2 separate regions of the Zea mays genome follow, and region 1 is linked to region 2. A link is a contact called in public Hi-C data. All regions are on one chromosome and are shown on one strand. Each heading gives the region's core, a stretch centred on a gene start, on an enhancer-like site or on the middle of the called end of the contact. The rest is flanking DNA. Distances are from core to core; before and after follow the strand shown. Region 1 holds the start of LOC100280207. Region 2 holds the start of LOC542050.

What was found. Hi-C and Micro-C count contacts between places; a contact is called where the count stands out from the background.
Region 1: a Hi-C map of leaf shows a contact between it and region 2, with 2.7 times the contacts expected there. The contact joins the promoter of LOC100280207 here to the promoter of LOC542050 in region 2. A contact is called at or near these places in 9 of 25 Hi-C or Micro-C datasets (bundle sheath, ear, endosperm and 3 more).

Annotation. Positions count from the first base shown.
Region 1 is chr5:60,882,019-60,885,301 of Zm-B73-REFERENCE-NAM-5.0, reverse strand. LOC100280207 reads left to right here and starts at 1,432. Exons shown (of 11, transcript NM_001361030.1): 1 at 1,432-1,865; 2 at 2,174-2,250; 3 at 2,357-2,426; 4 at 2,500-2,580; 5 at 2,698-2,772; 6 at 2,857-2,958; 7 at 3,143-3,283. The coding sequence starts at 1,621. It overlaps LOC103626426 (Type 2 DNA topoisomerase 6 subunit B-like), which reads right to left and starts at 998. Exons shown (of 12, transcript XM_008646836.4): 1 at 774-998; 2 at 563-674; 3 at 384-467; 4 at 63-89. The coding sequence starts at 815.
Region 2 is chr5:60,415,983-60,419,158 of Zm-B73-REFERENCE-NAM-5.0, reverse strand. It overlaps LOC542050, which reads left to right and starts at 1,483. Exons shown (of 4, transcript NM_001111689.1): 1 at 1,483-1,697; 2 at 1,768-1,846; 3 at 3,013-3,141. The coding sequence starts at 1,540.

The DNA.
Region 1 (3,283 bases), core at 183-2,682, 470 kb before region 2:
ACCGATATTCATAACACAAACAGAACACTGAACTACATCGTGCAGTGAAACAGAAAACATACCAGTAGTTGTGACTAAGAGTGTGCCATCTGCAAAGCAGATAGAAACCACATAAGACAAAGGAAGATGAACGAAAAACAAGAATTACTCCATTTCTGTTGTCCAAGTCATTGTCAGTTGTCACTCAAAAGTTGGTACTCCATCTGAAGATTCATTTAAAACTATGGCCGTTAAGGACAGTGTAAGTAAAGAACATTTGACCACCTTACCATCGAACAATCTTTAATTCTGGATGTATTAACATTATTATAAACGAATGTCAAGTCGTAATCACTAATCGCATTGATCTGGACGAGCAGGTGAGCATCACAGTGATCACATACCCCATCTCTCTACGGGAATCTCACGCGCCAGGGCGTCGAGCTCCAGGAACTCCTCCAGTTTGCTCCCCACCCCCGTGTCCGAAACTGCGATAGTCCACCAAATGTTTGCGTTAAACTAATGTTACACGGCAACGTAATAATCGGAATTAAGGATGGAACGCCGCCGCAGACTTTGTTACCGGAGACGCGCAGCGGCGGGGAGCTGGCGGGTTCGGCGGGGCGCTTGAGGGAGACCGTGAGCCGGCACGGCAACTCCGACATCCGGCAGCGCTGCACCGCCCAGTACACCAGCTGAAACAGAGGCGCGGAAAATTCTGTTAGGAGGTGTAGTTTGGAATTGAGATCGGAAATGGGAGGGGTTTATCGGGTGCGGGGCAGAGAGAGGTTTACGGAGTGGAGCAACTTCCGGTGGGGAGAGGAGGTTGACGCCATGGTTAGGTTGAGCGACAACGCCCGGTGCTTCGGCTGGCGGAGCAGATTACAAAAAGAAAGCTATGGATCGTTGAGCCGGTCGCCGGAATTCCGCCGCCGTATCGGCGCGCGCCAACCTCGCCGCTCCCGTCTCCCCGGAATTTCTCCCCCTGGAAGAGGACGGACACCAGGATGGGCCGTGAACGTCTGAACGAATTGCGGTAGATGGGCTGACAGAAAAGCCCAATGCATGGAAGGTCGGCCCAGTATAATTGGCGAGCTCGGCAGGTGGACCGTGGATCTTGTGCTCCAATCCAACTGAGAGGTATGTGTAGCCCAAGAGTCGTTTAGGACCGCTAGAGAACACAGTAATTTTGTATGGATATCAGAATTTCTGGAATTTCACAAAAACATAAGGTAAAAAAATTCTCGCGTTTCAAACCGGATATGGGCCGGATAGACGTGATCGGACGTCACATGGGCCGGCCGCGAATAAAAAAAAGAACGGGACAAGTCGACGTTATAATAAAAAAAATACTAATAAGAGGTTGACATGTGGGCTCGGGACATGCGGGGTCTACGTGTCAGCGTCCCGGTCACAGAATCACATCTTCCTGGCCGCCATCCGCCGGACGGAGCACCGGACCCGCCGTACGCCTCCGTGCTCTCGCTCGCCGAGGCCTCTCCGCGGGCCGCAGCGCGGTTCCGCCTCGGTGGCCGCCGGAGCTGCTGCCTGGCCACAAGAAGCCGTCGCTCTCCCAGCTTTGAACCGGTTCCGATCCGCACCACGGAGAAGCCCCCGCCTCGGGAGTCTCGCGTCGCCCCGATGAAGGTGGAGCTCGCCGCGCAGACCTCCCAGACGAGCACGCCCCTGCCGCCGTCCCCTGAAGCCGCTTCTGCGTCGCCCCCGGCGGAGGATGCGCCGCTCCTCCCCGACGCGGGCGTGCGGCGCCGGGCGGCGTGCGGGCGGTTCGCGCAGCGCAGCGGCTCCTTCCGCCGCGAAGTCGGCCGGGCCGCCGCCGAGACCTTCCTCCTCACGAGGCTCACCCTGATCCTCCTCCGCTACCTCGGGTACGCATCAACTCCGCTGCTCTGAAACTAGTGTACTGCAACCTCTACTTGGACTTGGACAGTTTCGCCTGTGCATTGCTTGCTCTCCTGGTACACCTACGTGCTCAATGTCATTTGCAAATTTGTATGCGCAGAAAGAATGTATGTGTTGAAAAAAAAACGGGACAATTTGTGTGACCTTCCATATTTATCATCAATCTAAGTGATATATTCTAGATATAAGTTGATTGGAAGCGTGTTCAGACGGCCTTGTACGAGACTACATGCTTTTGGTCAGTTTATTGTAATAACTTGTTAAATTTATGCAGGATAGGCTACAGATGGATTCGGCAGTTCCTAGCCCTCTGCTGTTATACCCTCTTGCTGATGCCAGGTTTTATTCAAGGTTGGCGTTGCTCCAGATTTGCCATTGTTTTCTTATCTGCTTAGAATTGTACTCATACACTGCACCTGACTGTGCTACTACCTTAATGGATTTTGCTCTACTCCAGTTGTATATTATTATTTCTTCTCTAGCCAAGTTCATAGAAGTGTTGTATATGGAGATCAGCCAAGAAACAGGTACTTTATTTGATTCTACTACCATTAACTAATATTTCTGCTTGATAAACCATGCAATTAAGTTTTATTGCAGATTGGACCTGTATATGCCCACTAGTACAACAGGGTTAAAGCCGGTCGTTGCGTTTGTGACTGGTGGAGCGTGGATCATAGGGTGAGTGGAAGTATGTACTATCTTGAACCCCTAACCATTTTTTGATATTCTTGCTATTGCAAAGTCTGATTCTGCCTTGACTCAATGACTCTGCATATCAAATTGTATATTTCTCAGTTACAAAGGGTGGGGAGCCCTTTTAGGCAGACGCTTAGCAGAAAGGGGCATCATAGTTGCATGCATTGATTACAGGTACTCTGAATGTATTTCCAATTATGCAAAGCAGCATAATCATTCAGGCCATTGTCACTGAGGATGTAAATGCTTTGTTTTCAGAAACTTTCCTCAAGGGACTATTGGTGACATGGTAGAAGATGCTTCTCAAGGAATAGCTTTTGTCTGCAAGAATATAACAAGTTATGGAGGTGATCCTAGCAGGTTTATAGCCTATCCTTGTGTGCATATTTGCTTACAATAAAAAACTGAAATAGTTCTTGGCTCTTGCTTTTTTTCCAAAATATTTATGTTCCTAAAAGAAACATGCAGTGTATAAAAAAAACTGAATGCAAAATACCTCTGTTCTGAGATGATATATTTAAAGTACTTGTTCTTACATATGCAGGATATATCTTGTTGGACAATCAGCTGGTGCACATATTGCTGCTTGTGCTCTCTTAAATCAGGCCATTAGAGAATCCGGTGAAGGAGATACTTCCTCTTGGAGTGTATCACAGCTAAAAGCTTACTTTGGTATTTCTGGCGG
Region 2 (3,176 bases), core at 234-2,733:
ATGGCTGCATGATAGATTTGCTCGCTCGCAGCGGGCTTCTGGATGAAGCTATGCATCTTGTTCAGACCATGCCAATGCAACCAAATGCCGTCATATGGGGATCCATCTTGAGTGCCTGCAGAGTCCACAAAAACATTGACCTAGCCCGACATGCCGCGGAGCATCTTCTCAAGTTAGCCCCTGAGGAGGATGCCGTCTATGTCCAGTTGTACAACATATACATAGACTCTAGACAGTGGGCAGATGCAAAAAGAGTAAGGATGTTGATGGAAGAACGGGGAGTTAAGAAGACGGCAGGTTACAGCTCGATCACTGTGGCTGGGCAGGTTCACAAGTTCGTCGCCAATGACCAATCGCATCCTTGGACGTTAGAGATCATGGCGATGATGGAGGAGATCGCATGCAGGCTGAAGTCTGTGGGTTATTCTCCAGTCACGTCAAGGATAGCAGTTGACGTTGACGAGGAAGAGAAAGAACAGGCACTTTTAGCACACAGTGAGAAGATAGCCATTGCTTTTGGTCTCATCAGTCTTCCACCGAGCTTACCGATCCATATCGTGAAGAACCTGAGAGTCTGTGAGGATTGTCACTCTGCAATCAAGTTAGTCTCTCAGCTTTGGAACCGGGAAATCATCGTTAGAGATCGGAGTAGGTTCCACCATTTCCGAGACGGAGCATGTTCTTGCAATGATTTTTGGTGACTACCATTCTGCTAAGCTTCTAGTTCTAGAGGCCAGAAAACAGCCACATGGATACATTGAAAGCACAAGTGCTTCATCTCGCAATTCGGCTTCCGGATTCAAATTTATGAATGCCCAAGGTACTATTTTCTTCCTGTTTCTTCATGCCATATACTTGCTCCGTTTTAAATTTTAAGTTTTTTGACTCTTTTTTAGATATTTAACTTTCGATATGATACATAGTAAAAACTTAAAAAAAAACAGAACGATTCACCATTTATTGTGAACGGAGGGAGTACTAAACGAAATGAGCTAACGACACGAATCTTCTGATGATAACACAAAGTTTTCTTGTGTGCTTTGCCAGGGGTAGGAAACCGGATGTCTACACGCAAAATCACCCCTTTCGTGGCTGCTAAACGGTGTGCCACTGCCATGGCATTGTTGTTTCGACCACCCCTGTTTGGGAATAGCCCAGTTTCGGGTTTTAACTTAGCCCAGTTTCGGGACAGTGATAAAAAGGCAACAAGCCCACAACCCAAAGGCTGACAGGGGTAAACACAGGAATGGGCTGGATAGGTCATCTAAATTGCTTAACGGGCCAGCCAAGTCAATATGGACACAGGCGGAACCAAAGCCGGCCCACGCTGCTCGCCTGCTCCGGCGACCGCCCTCCGCCTCCGCCCTGAGTGACATCCCCTGCGACCAGCCGCTCGCCGGCGGTGTTCGCGCTTCGCCGGCACGCCGGCGTGCGCCCTCGTGTGCCGTGGCTGCTGCGTGCCTTGTCCACCGAGGTGACTGGTGAGATCTCGCTCTTCCTTTATCCTCGCCTCCTCGGTCCAAGTAGGAGTCGGCGGCTATGGCGACGACGGCCGCGGGGTACGGCTGTTGCTTGGCGGGGCTACCGCCCTTTCCGTTGTTGCCTGGGATCCTCTCGACCCGCCTGCGCCGGGAGCCTTCTCCTCCTCGCGTGGCCCTTGTGGCCTCCTCCCCGAAGCTCAGGGCGCCGGCACCGCGGTGCGCTCCGTTCTAGCCCCTTCTTCACGGCTCGGCTCGCGGGTGTGTAAGCCCGTTTCTCTTCGCGCAGGTTGAGAGTTTCGTGCGGTCCAAGGAGGCTCGCTTCCTCCTCTGGCAAGGCCAATTCGGACGCGGTGCCGTCGCCAACGGTTAGTTAGCGCTCTCTCTCCTTCCTCTCTATGATGTTTCCAGATCATCAGGGGTGAATGGTTTGGGTTATGGATGGTCCATGTTCCTTGGAATTATTTACTGGAGGCGATTTAGGGAATGGATTGGGTTAGGTAGCCACCAGCAATGGAGGAGACAGTAAATTGCTTGGTTTTTGGACCACTGTTTATTGAAATTGGATAACCTGACAAGATTCAATCTGATATGCTGATGTAGGTTGCTAGCTATTCTATATCAACTTTAATGATTCTACCCGTGTTTTGCTACGGTTTTTATATATCATATAAATATGTATTGAGATATTTATTCAAATATAATTATTGTGTATTTCTAAACTCTAAGGTACGTGTGGTTTATTGGTTAGCCCTAAATTTCTGTAGCAGGAGGCGAGCGTGTGTTCGAGTGCTCGCTTTGCACTATTTTTTATATAATTATTGTTTATTTCTAAACACTAAGTTACGTATGGTCTGGTGGTAGCTGCGCGGGCGGGGTCGAGTACTGGACAGGCGCTGCGGTCCACAGGGCAGTAGCTGAGAAAGCGCTGCGCGTGGGGCCCACAGGGCATGGCGCCAAGGCAGGGCGCGTGGAGCGGGCCCAGAGTGTCAGCGCGGAGGGTGAAGCCGTGGTAGTACCAGATGTCCACATTAGGTTTTTAATAGAGTAGTATAAATATTCTCAGAATAATTGTGTTTTTCTAGTATCCTATCTTCTTTGTCCATTGTCTGATTGGCTTTAGTAAACTATATGAATGCAATCCGAATGTTGTTCATTTGGAATTGCTAATTCTTTTCTGAGTTTGTACTTAGTGTACATTTCTTGTAGGTCTTCCATTGCTTGGGTGTCTTGCAGATTAAGGCATTCAAAAGACAACACAGTTTGTAAAGTGTAAATTTGGTAGGTTAATAGCATAAATATGTGAAAACATGGAAAATAAACAATGATAAGGTCTTGCATTTTATGTTTGATCCAGTAGTTTATTGCATGAAAGACAATGTAATAAGTTGCTTGCTGATTGAGGATCAAACTAGGTTCAGAAATAAATAATAAATGCTCAATTTGTTGATAGATTGAAGTGAAGCGGCAACCAACAGACTAGTTTGTAGGCAGAGTGTACTGAATGTATTTTTTTGTTTGTGTGATGTTTCAGGAAGCCACTATTGATATAAAGCTTCCTAGAAGAAGTTTGCTTGTTCAATTTACATGCAATGCATGTGGTGAAAGGACCAAGCGCTTGATAAATAGAGTAGCCTATGAAAGAGGGACAATTTTTCTTCAGGTAAACTTTGTTCCATGCCTTAATTTATGTGCAAA